Regions from separate parts of the Gossypium hirsutum genome. Here region 2 is linked to region 1. The links are chromatin contacts, called in public Hi-C maps. All regions are on one chromosome and are shown on one strand. The core of a region is the stretch at or near the end of the contact, and the rest is flanking DNA. Distances in the headings are between cores, read along the strand shown. Region 1 holds the start of LOC107896778. Region 2 holds the start of LOC107895548 (disease resistance protein RGA2).

The links. A called contact is a pair of places that touch in the nucleus more often than the background predicts.
Region 2: a contact with region 1 is called in a Hi-C map of leaf, with 1.6 times the contacts expected there. The contact joins the promoter of LOC107895548 here to the promoter of LOC107896778 in region 1. A contact is called at or near these places in 2 of 34 Hi-C or Micro-C datasets (both in leaf).

Annotation. Positions count from the first base shown.
Region 1 is chrA10:81,857,058-81,862,722 of Gossypium_hirsutum_v2.1, forward strand. It overlaps LOC107896778, which reads right to left and starts at 3,591. Exons shown (of 1, transcript XM_016822051.2): 1 at 3,181-3,591. The coding sequence starts at 3,549. The coding sequence ends at 3,367. It overlaps LOC107896777 (stearoyl-[acyl-carrier-protein] 9-desaturase, chloroplastic), which reads left to right. Exons shown (of 3, transcript XM_016822048.2): 3 at 128-935. The coding sequence ends at 688. It also overlaps the pseudogene LOC121208034.
Region 2 is chrA10:82,100,803-82,106,467 of Gossypium_hirsutum_v2.1, forward strand. LOC107895548 (disease resistance protein RGA2) reads right to left here and starts at 2,136. Exons shown (of 1, transcript XM_016820811.1): 1 at 1-2,136. The coding sequence starts at 2,136. LOC107896765 (T-complex protein 1 subunit alpha) reads right to left here. Exons shown (of 17, transcript XM_016822032.2): 14 at 5,499-5,627; 15 at 5,276-5,379; 16 at 5,072-5,162; 17 at 4,607-4,979. The coding sequence ends at 4,896.

The sequences.
Region 1 (5,665 bases), core at 2,341-4,840:
AACTGGCCCACTGATGTTGCCTTCCCCGTATACCACCCTGAGGCAGTTAAATCACTTATCTCTCACAAAAAAACATGCATTCACTATGCCATGTTTCTTCTTATTTTTTCTAATGTATATTTAATAGGATCCACGTACTGAGAATAATCCTTATCTGGGATTCATCTACACATCATTCCAAGAAAGGGCAACTTTCATCTCCCATGGGAATACAGCCCGGCTCGCAAAGGAGCATGGTGACATCAAGTTGGCTCAGATATGCGGTAACATTGCCTCTGATGAAAAGCGCCACGAGACTGCATATACTAAAATTGTTGAAAAGCTCTTTGAGATCGATCCCGACGGAACAGTCCTGGCTTTTGCTGACATGATGAGGAAGAAAATCTCCATGCCAGCACACTTGATGTATGATGGCCAAGATGACAATCTTTTTGATAATTTCTCAGCTGTTGCACAGAGACTTGGTGTTTACACTGCCAGAGACTATGCTGATATACTAGAGTTCCTGGTGAACAAATGGAAGGTGACGGAGTTAACTGGACTTTCAGCCGATGGGCGTAAAGCTCAGGATTATGTGTGTGGACTTCCGCCAAGAATTCGAAGGCTGGAAGAGAGAGCTCAAGGAAGGGCCAAGGAAGCACCCAGGGTTCCATTCAGCTGGATATTTGATAGAGAAGTCCAGCTCTAAGGCTTTTTTAAGTTTTCTGATGATGAAAAATGGTGATTTCAGTTTCCTGCAACAGAAGTAGAAGTTTTCAACATGCAATTTCTCTTTTTAAATTCCCCCATGTAATGTTGCTTGAACAAGTTTCAGTTAATCAGATTCAAGTTAAAAGTTTTAAACTGGATAAATAATGTTTATAATCCGTTAGTACCCAAACCAAAGTGGCTATGAACTAGATCAAATTCAATTGATTTCCGATCAGTTATATACAGACTTATGCTTCCATGAATTGGGTTGGTCAATTGGGTTTTAATGTTTTGATATAGATTCGGTGAATTTGAGTCTGGTTTTGATGACTTTTGGTTTGAGTTCTGAGTTTGGGAGTTTTGACATTTTAATTTAATATATTACACTTTGCTTGCTTGTTAGGGTTATTTAAGTTCAGCTTGTTATGAATAATCAAGTTGGATTTGACTTGGAACATTCTCGAAATCGGAAAACAAGCAATAAGAAATTCCTTTTCAAATTTTTCATCTGCATGCAAGTTATTTTTTAGTGTTTGGTAACTGAGAAAAATGAACTCATTATCAAGATTTAGCTATCAACAAAATTGCCTCCTAAAATGGCCTTTATCGGGCGAACTTCTATTTTTGTTATATACCTTTGATATTTAGATTGGAATGCAGTGTAAAATATGATCAATAAAGCTTTGAAGAGGATCACTTGACACAAGTCTATATACAATGAAAAACTAAGAACTTGTAAGGGAGGTAATGAATGTTACCATAGAAAATTGCAACCATATCATGTATAACAACAGCTATGGCAATCCAGGCTTAAGATTTGTGATCCTTCGTCGCTGCCATTACAGTATCCAGGCAACAAAACGATACTAACCTTACATAAATACGACGACGACAAAGTCAAACAAATTGATCAATACCTAAAATTGCTAAGCAAGTGTTTGTATCGATCAAGTCGCTACACACGTATCCTATAAAACCAAGACTGAAATTCAAGAAATTCATAACTCATTATGTTTCCGGAAAACGAATATCGATGCAGTACTTAACGAGGCAGCAGCTTTTGGTAGCTCAGATACTCGAAACTTCCAAGCTTTCCCTTCGACTTGTACTGGACTATGTTCTGGTATCAACAGTCCAAGCCCTCGTTTCCTGTCAACATCTGCCTCTCCAACCCATAATCCACATGTTTCTTAAAACCCCTCCATGGACCAACACAAAATCTCCTACCATTAAAAAGTCGCATTATCAGCCAATAATCTACGTGAAATTGGACCATTAGGTCTCAGTGTAGCAGTTCTAGCTCTGAAACTATGACAAAACTTTTCAAGCATGCCATGAAATATCGATGAAGGAATCCCCTGGAAAGGCATTTCCAACCCACGACACAAACTCTTCATCTGTTCCCAACACCATACCAATAAGCCCAAACAATGACTTCCTCCAAACTCTTTATAGTTACCTACCTAAAATCATCTTCAACATTCATTATCTCATGATTGCCATTCAAAGTTATCAGTTTGCCCACCATTTTTAACAGCTTCATGCTTCAACATCTTTTAGAAATAAAGGATCTTGAGCACACCACCTATTTGAACAACGGTGGTAGACACACCAAACCAATAATTGGACCCATCAATTAGGCCACCAAGACGGAAGGCTTGCATGATCTTCTCGAGATCGCCATGGAGGGCTCCCTTAGCAACGACACAACTGGGGGAAGGGTAATGAGTTTGAAGGGGTTTTTGAGGAATTTGTCGATGGTGATGCTTGGGCAAAATGAGGCCGCTGATAGACAAGTCTACGAAGGTGTCAACAACTGATGTAAGAAATGAAGGTTTTCACATGCTGATGATCATCTTCTCTTGTGGACTGATGCTGTTTTCCATTATTTTTTAGGGATTGCTTTTGGCCATCAAGTCTTAAAACCAATCACCATTAAAGGTTGACTAGACGACAGGTCAACTTATTTTCGACCAGATTAATTTTGATTAAACAAATATTTGGGTCGTTTTTATTTCGGGTTATTAGAAATCATTAGAATTGCTTTACTAGGATCAAACTACCGAATCGAATTTAATTATGATAAAGTTAATGCATTACTGTTTTCAACTGGAGGAACCATCAGGACATGTCAAGGAACAATTATGGTTTCCTGGAATGTTCAAGCAAATGGAAAAGTAAAGTGACAAATCTCCACATCAGAATGGCTGCCTACAGTTCTAAGCAGTAAAAAGTATTACTACAGGTTAACCAAACCTTCCAAGATACAAAATATAAATGAAAAATAACCAATGGGATGAAGTTTTTAAACTATACAAGTGCCCGCGCTTGCCTTTGGACCCGTCCAGAGAAAGGTCATTGGCTGGTTGCTATAGGGGCAACAACATCAGAAACACACAAAAAAATTAGGGTTTGAGCTTCTCCAACAATAACCAGTGCTGTCATCACAAAAGGTCGTAACATGATAAAAACTTAAAGAATACAGCCAAGGGAAAACTAGTAATAAGTTTTTATTATTATCAACTACAATATAATGTATAACAAACAAAGACAAATAGTTTTCAAAACACAGATTTTAAACACATTATTTTGTCTGTCATATAAATGACCTTTACCTAGTTCTTGACTGCATTGTCACAAAAAAGGCTAATGAGATCAAGGCTTTGATCCCATGCTTCACTTCCCCTCTTGCTTTTTCAGCTCCTCGAACTTATCTATAGCCACCTGAAGCTCATCTGTACCTCCAACAGCTCTCATAGTATAGAAATATACACCAAATACAAATGCTGTCAAACCCCCCGCGACTACCATATTCTTAGTCTTTGGTGCAAGGCTGCCATAAGCAAATAGTCCAGCCATCTCAAAGCAGAAAATTGGTCCAATGTGTTAATACCGTCCAAGCTGAAATTCACCAAGCTATTAGTCTACTATCTTCCAAAACTCCACTTGGAAATGGGGAAAAAAGGAGTACAAAAACATGCTCCCTTAGAAATTAACTCTATTAGCCTATATGGTTCTTCGGCAAGGCGATGGAAAGCAACAAAACGTGAAAAAAGAAGAAGGAAATATCCAAAAAAATCCCAATATTATATTACAGTAATTTGAGGAATCTTCTATTGCGTGATACATGATTATAAATTAACAAACAGGAAGAAAAAACAAATTATCTAGCACATCATGTTGATTTATTTTTGAAATTTCATTGCTGAGTCACAGCATGATCCCTACAGAAAGAACAAGATTTTAATCCCCTTCTCCAAATAAAAAATATATAACCAATTAAAATGCAACAGTAATTCCATTGTTCCTTATGAAGTAAAATCATGCAATTCATTTTCTAAAAGATATATATAGTTTCAATTTTTTATTATTCAAAACAATACAACTTGCTTTGATATCAACAGATAACTTGGTGCTTTTTGGTTCTGGAAACAAAAGGCTAAGCAGTTTGGTAACAACAAGTGATGTTTAGATTATTAAACAGAAAATGCAAATAAGGCATCAAAATTCAAACACAAATAATACTGATTTCAAGCAAAAAGTTCATAGCAACAAAAACAGGCATTGTTCATACTTCATCCTTTAAACAATCATTAAATCAAACGAATATTTGTAACAAATCATAACAATAGTAACCAGCAATCAACTATCCAAGAAGAACCCATTTCTCATACCACTGAAAACAAATTAAATTCATATAAAATCAACCCAAAGTCTTAAAACAGATAAGTGGTTCCTCCAAGTTCTGCTAAACAGCAATCTTTCTCTCACACTTTTCAACTTGACCAAGCAATTTCTTTCCTTTTTAAAGTAACACATAATAAAGAACTAAAAAAAAAAACAGCGATAGAGCGGAAGCTTACCCGAAAATCCCAAAGCACCGATGGGTTTTTTTTATTATCTTAACCTGAATACAGAGGAGAAAACAGAAAGGAAATGCTGCAGATTTGAAAGGTAAAGGAATAGGTGGTGCGTGGATTTGGTTGGGATGGTTATGGTTGGGCAAGCAAAACAACGTGGGCCTTAATATTGGCCCATTAATTAATATCATTTACAAATAAAAAGTAAAAAAAAAAACTCATTTTGGTAAATTACAATAAAGGGTAAAGCCCAACGTGACTGACACGACTAAATAGAAAAAAACTATGGTTGGGCAGATTTGAAAGGTAAACGAAACCAAGGAATAGGTTGGGATGGTTATGGTTGGGCAAGCAAAACAACGTGGGCCTTAATATTGGCCCATTAAGTAATATCATTAACAAATTTATAATTTTAGTTTAAAATAGAAAAAAAGAAGAAGCATGAGTTTATTGAACCTTTTAAACAGACTAAAATCTTTAGTGTTAATTACATTATTAAATTGACATTATTATTAAATTTAAAGTATTAAAAAATAGAAATTATACTGTATATCCACGTTAGATTGTATTTTGAAATGCTCACTGTGGTATTCAAAATAAAATGTACAGCTACAACCACCCTGGACCAATCAAAGCACTTTGCAGTTGGGGTTGACGAAAACACTAGTTGACCTGATGATGTTATGGAATATATGCAGAAGGAAATTGGGGGAATTTCTACTTTGCCTTCACTAGATAAGCTTACCATACCATGGAAAATGAAGCCATCAGGCGCCAATGCACTTGTACCTACTTTAGAGACAATGGAAACAGTGGTGACCAACCTTACAAATCCTAAGGAGGCCATGGTTACCATGAGTGCTAAGATGGTGTTAGCAAAAGAGGTGGAAGGGTTGCCATGTGTCTATTTCCATCTCTTTTCTTTTCATATTAGGGTTTAGGGTTTTTTATTTAACAACATTGATGTGCAATTTTCAAGGCTGTGGCAATCCTGAATTTCGTAGTTTAGAAATTTAAATGATTTCAATTATTATGTAAATGGTAAGAACGAAGTGAATGAATTAGTTGATATATATATACTTGTCAAATTGAAAAATATTGTTAAAGATTTTAAA
Region 2 (5,665 bases), core at 886-3,385, 240 kb after region 1:
TGGAATTGACTCCAGATTATTGCAGTTGTAGATGAACAAACGCCAAAGAGAAGTACAAGTTGACAATCCAGATGGTAGACTTGTTAATGCTTCACATTTATTCAGCTCTAATTCTAAAAGAGAAGAGAAACCATATAAGCTGGAAATTGAAATCATAATAGGACAATTTGCAATCTCTAACGTTTCCAATCTTGTGCTTGCAGATAATCCGCCCTCTATCTCCAGTAATTCTTCACAGTTGCGTAATCGAAGACTCAAAAGAGATTGAGATTGGCCATTGAAAGGAGCAGACCTCAAATTAGGACATTCACTTATGTCCACATCTGTTAGACATGTGGAGGTGAGCAGTCCCTCTCCTATTTTACATAATTTTTTACACCACATCACATGAAGTTGTTGAAGAAAAGAGATACCACCCTCTACACTTGGAATGAACCTTAAGTTCCAACGGTCTGTTATTCTTAGTTCTTTAAGCCTAGAGGGAAACAGTTCATTGTCTCTCCAACTTAACTTCTCGCAGTTTTGAATAATGATGGTCTCAAGAGAAGAAAATCTACTCATTCTTGGAATACTGTTCAGATGGTCACAACCTACAATTTCCAACACTAGTAGTGAAGGAAACACAGGAATCGTTGGCTCCACTTCTAACCATTCTTCTACTTCAGGCATATTCCTTAGGATGAAATTTTGCAATGCTGGAAATAAGATGATTGGCTTATTCTTATCACAAACATTCACATAAAATTCATTTCCTACACACCTCACACGGTATAAACCTCCTATTTCAAGAAATTTAAGACTGGGATATTGCCCAAGACTTGGAAGATCATTCACATTCTTACAATCTAATAGTCTCAACTCAACCATATTCATGAGTTGAAAACAAGTATTTGGCTCACCACAAAAGTTCCCTAACAGCCATGATGGATAGTACTCCCCCTTATAACTCTCAATACTTAAGCTTTCCAAGTTTGAGTGAGGTTCCAACCCTTCCAATACTTCCTCATCATGATTACAGTACCCTTCCTTCCGGTTGTCCCATCGGTACCGGTACCGCAACTTGTGTAATTTCTTCTTCTCCCACATTTTAGCTCCCCTAGCTTCTTCTTTGTCTATAACATTCTCAAGACCCTCTATCACCAATTCTCCTCCTAATTCAACTAAAAAACCCAATTCTCCAATTCCAGTTCCCCTTTCTGTACCCACATGAAATACTGGCAAAGTCTGAAGACTAATTAGACATCCTATCCCAATAGGAACATGACGTCCATGACTGATATATAAATGCCTCAAGTTAACTAAATTTTTCATTCCTTCAGGAAGTTTTTTGAGCATTTCGCAGCTCAATAATCTTAACGTCTCCAGAAGGTAGAGCTGAGTAAAGGACTTGGGTAGTCTAGGTATGCGAGTTCTTGAGATATCAAAGTATCTCAAATGCCTTAGCTTGCCAATTGAATCTGGCAATGATACAATATCAGCACCGCCAAATTTAAGAACCACCAATCCTTTGAAGTCTTTTCCAATGAAGGTGAAGCTAGAATTCAAGAACAAAGAGTGCCACAATTTCACATCATCAAACACATTTTGTTGTTTGATATCAGAAATGGACTGGGCAAGATCATGAACTAAATCATGCATCTTACAACTTATGATACGTCCGTACAGATCCTTCTCCACATCTTGCAATAAGGAATTTGATAACAGGTCATTGAAGTACTCATTACCAATATCCTCAAAGGCCAGTTGTGAACTTCCTTTGGATCGTTGAAGAAAGCCTTCAGCCATCCAAAGCTGAATCAGTTCCTCCCTTTGTATCCTAAAATCTTTAGGAAAAATGGAACAATAGGCAAAACATTGCTTTAAATACAAGGAAGGCAAGCGATCAAAACTTAATTTCAGAACACGAACAATACCTTCATTCTTTTCCAAAGAACCCCAAATAGAACTATCCCTGAGCGAGACCCACTCATCTTTATCCCATGTGTTGCACATCGTCCCTCCTATAACAGTTGCCACCAGTGGCACACCTCCACATTTACAAGCAATATCCCTTCCAATAACTTCCAATTCTAGAGATATTGAAGAGTTTCCGAATGCTCTTTCTCTGATAATGGACCAGCACTCTTCATCTATCATCATCTTAAGATGATGCCGATGATAAGGAGGTGATTCCCTTACTAATGCAACATTTTCACTACGACTTGTGACCAGAATGCAACTTTGTTTACTTCCATTCATGCCCAGCAAACTGCCCTTTTAAGTCCAACCAGTTTTTAATATCCTCATCCCACACATCATCGAGGACAAGAAGGAAGGTCTTTTCTTTCAACTCCTTCTGAATTTCTCGAAGTACAACATCCTCGTTCTTGATCTCACAGGGTTTTCTAGTTAGAGATTCTAACATCTCCAACAAAATCCTCCGGACATCAAAGTTCTCTGCTACACAAACCCACATTATTGTCTTAAAATGTTTCTTTATTGTCCCATTATTGCACACTGACTTTGCTAAAGTAGTTTTACCCAAGCCTGCCATGCCTACAATGGATACTGTTGACAAACTTTGGTGAGTGGCTGAGCTAATCAAGAGATCAACTACTTTTAAGACATCAGCTTCCCTTCCAACAACTCGTGATGAGTCAAGGAAGGAGTTGGTGCCTCCTCCTACTCCACTAAATACTGGAGCCGTCGTATTTTGAAGTCTTTGTTGGAGCCCAAATTTGGAGGCCCGATCAGTAATCTCATCCAGTGAAAGGCTAATATTCTCAACCTTTTTAGCCATCTTTAGAGAAAATGCCAGGTGATTTTTGGAGGGGGAAAGGAAATCCCTAACCTTTTTACTCATTTGGTTGTCCACCTTCCGGCGGACATGTTCGTAAGCAAGCTCATCCAATACATCATCCGCCTCATAAGCGATGTCCCTAAGCTGCTCCAACCAGACTTTGACAGCCTCATCAACTTGCCTCCTCTCTGCATCTTGCAAGAGAGCTCGAGTGAGAACTAGTAAGGAACGAAGCTTGTTCAGCTTGTCCTTGAAATCCCATGCAAGGTTGACTTGGTCTTCAAGGAGGGAGATGGCCTTTGATAGAGCCACTTCTACGGCTGCAGTGATGACAGCTTCCGCCATCTGTGAATCGGCAATCAAGAACGGGAGAAAAAGCTTGGAGATCAGCTGAACGAATACAGATACGGCTGAGGTCAGGTCATGTATAATGTCAATCAGACTATGGCCTACCTGCTTCCATTTTATTTTATTTTGTTAGTGCTTCTACCATTTCACATTTTTACCTAAGTTTTTGTGATATTTTAACGGGGATAAAGACTAGTGCTATGGCCATGGATCATGGATTCTAGTTGACTTTAGAACTATCCTATTTAAAAATTAGAATCTATTATTTATTTGATAATATTTAGACTCTTAGGAAATCGTCAATTCACCAATTTAATTATTAATTTTAGTGACTTTGATATGGCATGGAACATGTCAATAATGTTGACATGATATATTACATTTGCAAAAAAAACTAAAAATTATGCATGTTAACTAGCATGCCACATTAACAAAAAATAAAAATTTATAAAAAATATTTTAAAATTAATAAAATAAATATATACATCTAAAATAAATTTGAACAATTATTTGTCTAAATCAAATACAATACTATACTCTTTTTTATAAAAATTATTAAAAATTAGTAAAAGTTATAATTTATAAAAATATTAAGAATTATATTCCTTATATATATACTTTATATTTTCACTTTCCTTTTTCTTTCTTTTTATCTTTCTCTCAACTCTCTCTACTAAGAAGACTGCATGGCACTCTATTCATTTTGAATTCTATAATGACTTTTGTTTGACTTTTTACAAGCTTTTGTAATTTTGAATTCTTTCATGGTACTTTTTTTCTTTTGTAATTTTTAATAATTTTAAAAGAAAATTAAAAGTTTTTATAATTTTATACTCATCTTAAATGTATGTATATTTTTTACTGAAATGACATACCACGTCAATATCTTAAATGACATACCACATCATTATTATAAAGTTGATCAACTAACGATGCCAAGTCGATAACTAACGATGACAAAATGACCTGATTGATATTTTTAGAATCACTAAAAACTGAATAGAATGAACTTTCTTTCTTAAAAGACTTAATTTGCAAATTTAATTTTGACCCTTAAATCATTAAATTTAAACAATTAATAAAAATTAATTTAAACCAGATAAGAAAATGATTTGCCTAAAACCCAAATCAATTCTTGGTGAGCCAAACAAATCGAATTTTCTACTGTGTTTTTTTTTGTTTCCTTAGGGTGAGTTTGGATGGGCGGTACGTTTAGCTGCGGTTAGTGTAAAAACAGCGGTGGCGGTGAGATTAGATACTGTAGCGATACTGTAACGTGAGACAAAAAGTAAGTTAAACGCACCACACCGCAGTCAATCTCCCTTCCAAACAAAGCCTTAAAATGATAAAGCTTGATTAAAAACCCAAGTATACGTTTCATTTACATGATTATTAAATTTAACAATAAACTTTTATTGAAACTTTTGTGCTCATAAAATTTAAATATGAATTCATCATATATCTCTATCATACTATTAATAATGTAAGGTTCCTCTGTATTGAAACTTGATAGGAAAATACTTGAATCCCCTTCGCCAAAAAAAAACACTACGCAATGCAGTGCCACAAGCATACAACAAAAAACGGAACGCTGGTCTATTAATCGCTGAAAACAAACATTATATTCGTTTTAAACCCAATAAAACGATATATAACAACAAAAAAAAAACATGAAAACCTGCTTCAATTTTCTTAAAACCGCATCCCAATCCTTCCTTTGTATTAACCTACAACCATCATATCCTTATCAACGGAAGTCCCATCTCCCCTACTCTTCGTTCTGACTTTCATCTTTCATAAGCTTGATCATATCATCAATTCGAAGAATCGTTATGGCTGCTTCAGTTGCAAACTGGTAAAACAGAGCGTTTTAGGAACCATATTAGCAACTCGCTGTTGGACAATGTAAACCAAAAATAAAAACAGCCTGATTACTCCAATTACCTGAATAATCTTCACTTTGCTCATTGCAGGCTCAATGACTCCAGCTTCTAAGTTGTTACGAACGGTTCCATTCAAAAGGTCCAAACCCATGCTGCAATTTGACAAGATTGAACATCACAATTCAGTGCCACAACTCTCAATTATCTATAGTACTTTCTTTTATCGAAATAAAATTTTTTTATCATAATATTGTCTACGTTTTACTTTGAAAAATGTTTTTTATCAGCCTTGGTTTGAGCAGTGTGGTGGTAAGCCCGAAGTTTCGCAACTAATTCAGTGGCATCCTTGGCAGCATTGACTGCAAGCACCTGTGCATGATCAATTTTATTGCGTAACTATTTACTTCTCATATAAAGCACGAAGTGAGATGAGCCAATAAAAGGATATCAATTCGCATAACTTGCAACCTAGCCAATACTAAATTTACCTTCGGTATAATTAAAAGAGCTTCTGCAAACTCTGCAATTGCCAACTGCTCACGTGATCCTAAAGTCGTGGCAAGATACTCCAAATACACTGATAAAGCAGCTTCAACTGCACCTCCACCTGCTACTACCTAATATTGCAAACACCAAAAAGGAGCTTAGCAGGAAG